Linked DNA regions of Xenopus tropicalis: region 1 is linked to region 2. Evidence: chromatin contacts called from public Hi-C data. All regions are on one chromosome and are shown on one strand. Each heading gives the region's core, a stretch centred on a gene start, on an enhancer-like site or on the middle of the called end of the contact. The rest is flanking DNA. Distances are from core to core; before and after follow the strand shown.

What was found. A called contact is a pair of places that touch in the nucleus more often than the background predicts.
Region 1: a Hi-C map of neurula embryo shows a contact between it and region 2, with 2.0 times the contacts expected there. The contact joins the promoter of col8a1 here to the enhancer-like site in region 2. A contact is called at or near these places in 3 of 5 Hi-C or Micro-C datasets (brain, neurula embryo and tailbud embryo).

Annotation. Positions count from the first base shown.
Region 1 is chr2:27,943,671-27,946,750 of UCB_Xtro_10.0, reverse strand. It overlaps col8a1 (collagen alpha-1(VIII) chain), which reads left to right and starts at 1,810. Exons shown (of 7, transcript XM_031896619.1): 1 at 1,810-1,890; 2 at 2,303-2,377.
Region 2 is chr2:27,878,954-27,882,359 of UCB_Xtro_10.0, reverse strand. The region is part of intron 2 of col8a1 (collagen alpha-1(VIII) chain); the gene reads left to right. Among named protein-coding and RNA genes, the nearest start is that of col8a1, 64 kb to the left of the region's middle. Within about 2 kb of position 1,554, at least 2 of the 11 cell types and tissues checked have an H3K27ac peak or open chromatin away from gene starts, as enhancers often do. A contact at or near this core is called in neurula embryo, where this site is marked.

The sequences.
Region 1 (3,080 bases), core at 561-3,060, 64 kb before region 2:
ACCCCATTAAAAAAAAATACTCCTTTTATATAGATGAAATGCCGGGATCAGACGCAAATGTGCTTTACCCTCATACTGTACTACCTAAGGAAAACAATATAGCAACTCCTACATTAAAATACAAATATAGAGAGAAGGCAGTCAGTTATAAGTGAGTTATAACTATGTACCAGTTTTGCCCCCCTACACACAATGCCCCCCATACACAGTAGCCCCCCATAGGAGCTCCGCCTTCGTCTGCAGTTTCTCCCCTTATGCGGCTTCTTGTGCGGCGGTGCCAGGCCCTTTTATAAGGTTGCGCGACTGTGCGTAATGACGTCACACGTACCCAGGGGCGCAACCTTATAAAAGGGCCTGTCGCGCTGCACAAGGAGAGGCATAACGAGTAAAGCGGCAGGAGAAGCCAGAATGTCCAGTTCCAGCCAGCGCATCCCACTGTGCTGGATTGTTCAATGAATGTCCCGCAATGCGGGACATTCATGGAACTATCCGGGACAGCGGGATGCGCCATAAAAACCGGGACTGTCCCGTGAAAAGTGGGACAGTTGGGTGGTATGCAGTATATACAAAAATATAACCAATTCCTGATACAAAAGGAAAAAAGAGCTCTGCCCAATAGAACTCACAATCTAAAAGTATAATACATGAGGCAATGGGACATAATGGTAAATAAATATTGTCTTGTAAATCAGACCATGTGACTTATATGAGACAGTTCTGTTTATGGTGCAAGTGCAAAGCAGAGGGCGTATGGATAAAATGGAGCACTGGCACTAACATCTGCCTTAATTGCACCTAGTGAATCACATTTTAATGATGCTGTAAAAACCAGATGCCATTCTCACCTGTGCAACCACTTGCCAATGAGGAAAGTTGCCACACATACCATTTAGCCGATGCTTGATATTTTGCTGGAAATATGGGGACAATGCTGCATTGTGGGTACACATATGGTAACTTGCAAACTGCCTTTCTTTTGTAGAGGGTTTCCTTTACTTAAAACTGACCCAATGCAGTAGCCCAACAAATCAGAAATCAGCTTTCATCAGGTAGAATACAGAAGGCAAGTATCTGGTTGGTTGTTGCAAGTATCTGGTTATGGGTGCCCTGCAGAGTTGTGCCCCTATAACATGGGTTACTACACAAAGGCAATTTTCCCAGGGGGTGGAGCTATACAAAACTGGCCCCTCTAGACTTGAATATTGTCCCCTATGTAATGTTGTTCCATCCATCCCTGCAAGAATGTTAGCTCTTTATTTTAATATGCATTAGCAGCTAAGCACTGGGTCGAGTAATGAGAATTATTTTTCCAAACCAGCCAAAGCCAATTTGCGCAATGAAAAAAAATTCTAAAAAATAAAAGTATAAATGGGAAAACTTGCCTTTTTAAAGCGTATAATCACTACTCATGCTCTGCGGCCCCTCTCCAGTTACTGGGATGGCTGATGTTTCCCTGCCCTCTGTGCCCAGTCCATGCAGGTTGCAGGTAGTTTTCCTGCTTCAGGTTCAGCAAACAGTAATAGAAAATGGAGCTTCTGTCTATAATTGCATGCTGGGTATTGTAGTTTTATATTAATCTTAGCTGAAGGCTAAATGTAAGATACAAACTACATTACCCAGCATGCACTGGGATAGGCATGTCAGAGGAATAAAACTTTGGCTAGTTTCCAAACTATAAACCCACCAAGTCTCTAAAAACTAGCCCAAATTTTTACCTTGGTGGGTTTGTACTTTGGAAACCCACCTGGGCTTTAAATTAGTAGCCCAATTTGGCGAAAAAAACTGCCAACCTGGCAACCCTGAAGGTTATGGATACAGGAAGTGAAAGTGAAGGGGAGGGACACAGCCAGGAATAAAGATGATTTCTACCCTGTTGTTTAAGATCTCCAGGTGGGTTTTTCTAGTTTTACTACACCCCTGCATATGATTATCACAAATTATATGAAGAAATGACTTTATCTGCAGCAAAGCCAAATGCCAAGTGCTGCCCCTTGTGCATAAGGGATGCTTGTGCAGTGATTTACACTCACCCTGGGGGGAACAGTGGGGCCTGTTTGCTTTACTCGCATCTTAAATAACATTTACACATTCCTGTGCGGGTACCAATATCCTAAATGGCCTCTTTATAAAAAGCATTTGGTTCCTTGGAATGTGGGTGTCAACAGTATGAGGGATAATGGCACTTACTGCTATGTGCTCGTCCCTTTTAACTGGATCATTAGAAACTCTTTAAATAATACAGTTTAAAGGTCACTGGATATATATTTGTTCCCATATGAAAAGACTCCTTTATCATTCGCAGGAAAAGAATGCTGTACCCTTACGAACCACGAGACAACCTAAGATATAAAAAACGACACTTTCACTTTCTCTGTAGGTCAGTGCCAGTTATTTAAAGGGTTACTTAATTTTTATGTCCAATGAAAGAAGGCCCAGTGGAGACTAATTTGTTCCTATTTTAGCACTTTGCACAGTTCCCCAGTCTTTGTACAATGCCCCTCTTTTGTAGTTTTATATTTTATGGTAAAATATCTATAAGTGTGGGTTTGCTTTCCTTTATGCTCAGATAGCAAGAGTAAATCCACCAATCATTTTGCAGTTATATGGGAAACAAACAATAAAAGCAATAAATAGGGAAATAAGGATGAGAGGTCCCCAATACTATCACAGGCTTAGGGAAATATTTAAGGACACAGTTCACCCTTTCATAGATATGCCCCTAAAAATCTTATACGATTGAATGGAGAGCTCTAGTGAACTCTATTGTCACACTTCAATAAATGTGCCCCTATTGTAGCATATATATATATATATATACAGTATATATACCATCTGCTTTGCACAGTTCATCAGAAAAAATCTACATGCCATTCTGCTGATCATGAAGAGACTCAGGCAAGGGAGGGAGGAATATGAAAGAGAGCACCACCTGCTGAGGAAACATGTCACTTCAACCAGGCACAACAGTCAGGATAAAGGCATTCTGCATTTACTGTAGTTGTGATTTGCTAAATGATACAATATGAAGGACAACAAAGTTTAGCATTGGGTATTGCATTTTTGTAGAGACTAGTACTTTG
Region 2 (3,406 bases), core at 305-2,804:
GGGCACAATTGCGCATGTTGATACAGGGAAATCCTGGAGCTAGTGCCAACTTCAACCTGGCAGTAGGTTTCCCACAGCAGCCAGTGTCAATATACGCAGTGTAATTGTGGCTTAAGAAACACAAGTGCACATTTTGATGCATAAGCCTCAACTCCCCCTGGTGGTCACAATTCTGATGAAATTGTAGAAAAAAAATCTGCACTTTTTGTAAAAAAACTAAATGAATTGTGTCCAAAATAGCAATTTGCACACTGCTCTTGTGCAAGTACCCCTGAAACCCCTATTCTCTACACATTCCTTTTTTAGTATCCCACATATAATACCCAAGAACCCACAGCAAAATAAATGCAGTGGAAATTTAATCACAAAGACTTTCTAGGATCTTCAGGGGTGCTGCCACCTCTCACGTGCCATTTCTATGTATGATGCCCCTGAAATTGTCAGGCTAAATATTGTGGCAGTCTTATGTATAATAACCCAGAACACACTACAAGTTAAATGTAGTGCCAACCTAATGTATAATATGTCCATAATTTAAGAAATGTACTGGTGTTGATTTGGGGAGGCTTAGCCTTAATTAAAATCCACCCATGGCACCACAAATCAGACCAGCATGACAGCTCAATATAATTAGGGTGGTGGTTGGAGGAGTTCTGCTACTACTACTAGTTCAAGTAATCTATAGTAATCTATAGCAACTAATCAGGAGGGAGCATTTTATACTGACCCTGTTTATAAGCAAACTTTGGCGGTAGTTGAATTGTGTTCGCAAACAGTGTTATTGACACAGAACAGTCAGGGAACCCACACACCGAGGGCTGCAATTTGCACATGATGGATGCTTCATGGACACATTTTGCGGCACGCAGTGTTACACTGGAATGCTGGGTAAGATTGGTTCATTATGTGTAAAACATGGTGTGCGACCAACAAACCTACCATAACAATACCATTACATTTGGCACAGCATTCATCTAGCACAAACCCTTACCTTGGCACAGCTAATGACTCTTCAGTTATGTCTGGTGCAAACAACCATAAAGTTATATGCATAGGATAAATAATACCTTGATAGAGAGAAACCTAAACATGGTAGAAAATATCCTAGGAAGTTCCATCTACAACCCAATACCCTGACACAGCCTCTGGGGCTGCCAATACAGTGTAAATTTGATGCCAAGTAACAATAATATGCATTTCATCTTGTCATGTTTATTCAGGAAACATTTTGCACATCACTCCACTTTAGTCCTATAGTCAATTACAGCATCTCAAGTTCCTGGGACTAACCTGAGCCCTACATGCTGTATCCGTATCTGTGGCTACCCAGGGTCACTAACCCCACCGCCCAATGGAGCCAGAGCTGAGCCTGCTCACTTGCCCAGCTTCCTGTCACATTGTGCTGATCTGTTATAGGACTACCCTATCAGCTACCCTGTTACTAACTAGACCCACAGGAAAATGGCTTGCCAAGCACCTGCTACAGGATTCTCAAATGTTCATTCAAATGCTACTAGGCCAAAGAGACTCAACCCTTAGCCCAACCCCCTTGTATGGGTTCCTGGGCCAAGGATCTCCCCCTCTCTAAAACCTTTCCAAGGGAGTCCTATAAATGGCCAGCCTTAAGGGTTGCTGCCATCTACTGGCCAAAGTGCAAATTACACTTAATTATTTAGAATATATTATTCACCTTCTTACTTCATACTACTGGGCACTCTCATGATCTTCTTCCACTTCCACTCCACTCTCCAACTGCTGGACTGTCTGACTCAAGGAAACTTATACTCAGTCCATAAAATGGGCAGATTCCACCCCTCACACAGTAGAATGCACAAGTGAGGGAAATATTTAAAAAAATATATTCAGAAAAAGATACTGATTGTGCAGAGCAGTGTTAATGCCTCCATACAGGTTATTTTAATTTGAAATCATACAACAAAGTCAGCTAAACTAAACAGAATTATATTATTATATTGTGTTTACATAACATTCCCCTGTGAATTTAATGATATATATGAGTGGAAGTTGCCCTATTGTGGAGCCGTATCTATTGTTAAGCTGTTGCTCAGTATCCTACAGTATATAAATAGGATATATGTAGCCCTTTAGAGAGCTGACAAGCTAATGAAAGGCCTAACTGTGTGGCTTTAAATCCCTTCCCAAGCAGCAGGGTTACTTTCCTCTGTGCAGCACGCATGCTAAGAACCAAAGGAAGAGGCGGAAAAATGCAATAATGCAAAGAAAATGCCAACAATTCTTTATTTCCTCTCGCTTTGTTTCTTTTTTTTTTGTTTGAGTAGGGGCAGTGGAATGCCGGCCGCTTGCAGCAATAATGGGAATTTCTGATTCTGGCAGCTCCAGAATGTTGTTATGAGGAAATTAATACAAAGATGATTTTATCAAGTTTAGCCTGGCAGACTTTCAGTGATGTCTCTTATCCACAGAAAAGCACCTCTACCTGCCAACAGTACACAGACCTGCTTCCAAAACATGGAACTTCTATCATGTTCTCTATGGACAGGCTATGTACCCTGCTGCCAGGGATACTGGGGGGCTTAGTTAGGACTACTGCCCATTCAGTGGCTGCTAACACTGTTATCTTTCTTCCCTATTAAAGGGTGAGTTCACCTTTGAGTTAACTTTTAGTATGATGTACAGAGTATTCTGAGACAATTTTGAATTGCTCTTAATTTTTTATTATTTGTGGGTTTTTATTATTTCACTTTTTGTGCAGCAGCTTCCCAGTTTGGAATATCGGCAGCTATCTGGCTGCTAGGGTCCAAATTACCTTAGCAACCAAGGAGTGGTATGAAAGAGAAGCTGGAATAGGAGAGGGACTGAATAGAAAGATAAGTAATAAAAGTTACATTAACAATAAAATTGTAGCCTCACAGAGCAACAGTTTTTGGCTGCTGGGGTCAGTGACCCCCCCTGACTTTGAAAAATCAGAAGAAGAAGGCAAATAATCCAAAAACGATACAATTTAAATAATGATGACCAACTGAAAAGTTGCTTAGAATTGTCTACTCATAGTTGTCTAGTTGTCTACGCATACTAAAAGTTAACTTTAAGTTGAACTACCCCTTAAACAACCCCTTTAGCACCAGGCTGGGTCAGAAAAACCAGCTGTGCTGCCACCCTTCTTAGTGCTGGACATCTGTACAATGAAGATCCCCAGTCTCTCTTATGTTCTTTTTATTAATATATATTATTTTCATGGGCACCATGCTGATACTGGGATCAGCTTTGCTATGTTGGAGCACAAGGTTCAACTAGACCTTTCCTGACCAGGGCACAGTAAATCTGCACTTTTGTTCTGGCACAAATTGGGTGCAAGTTGCGTCTAACATTTTCAGAGTGAGGTTTGTGTCACATCCACAGGGTGCAAATCTGATGCATCTATTAT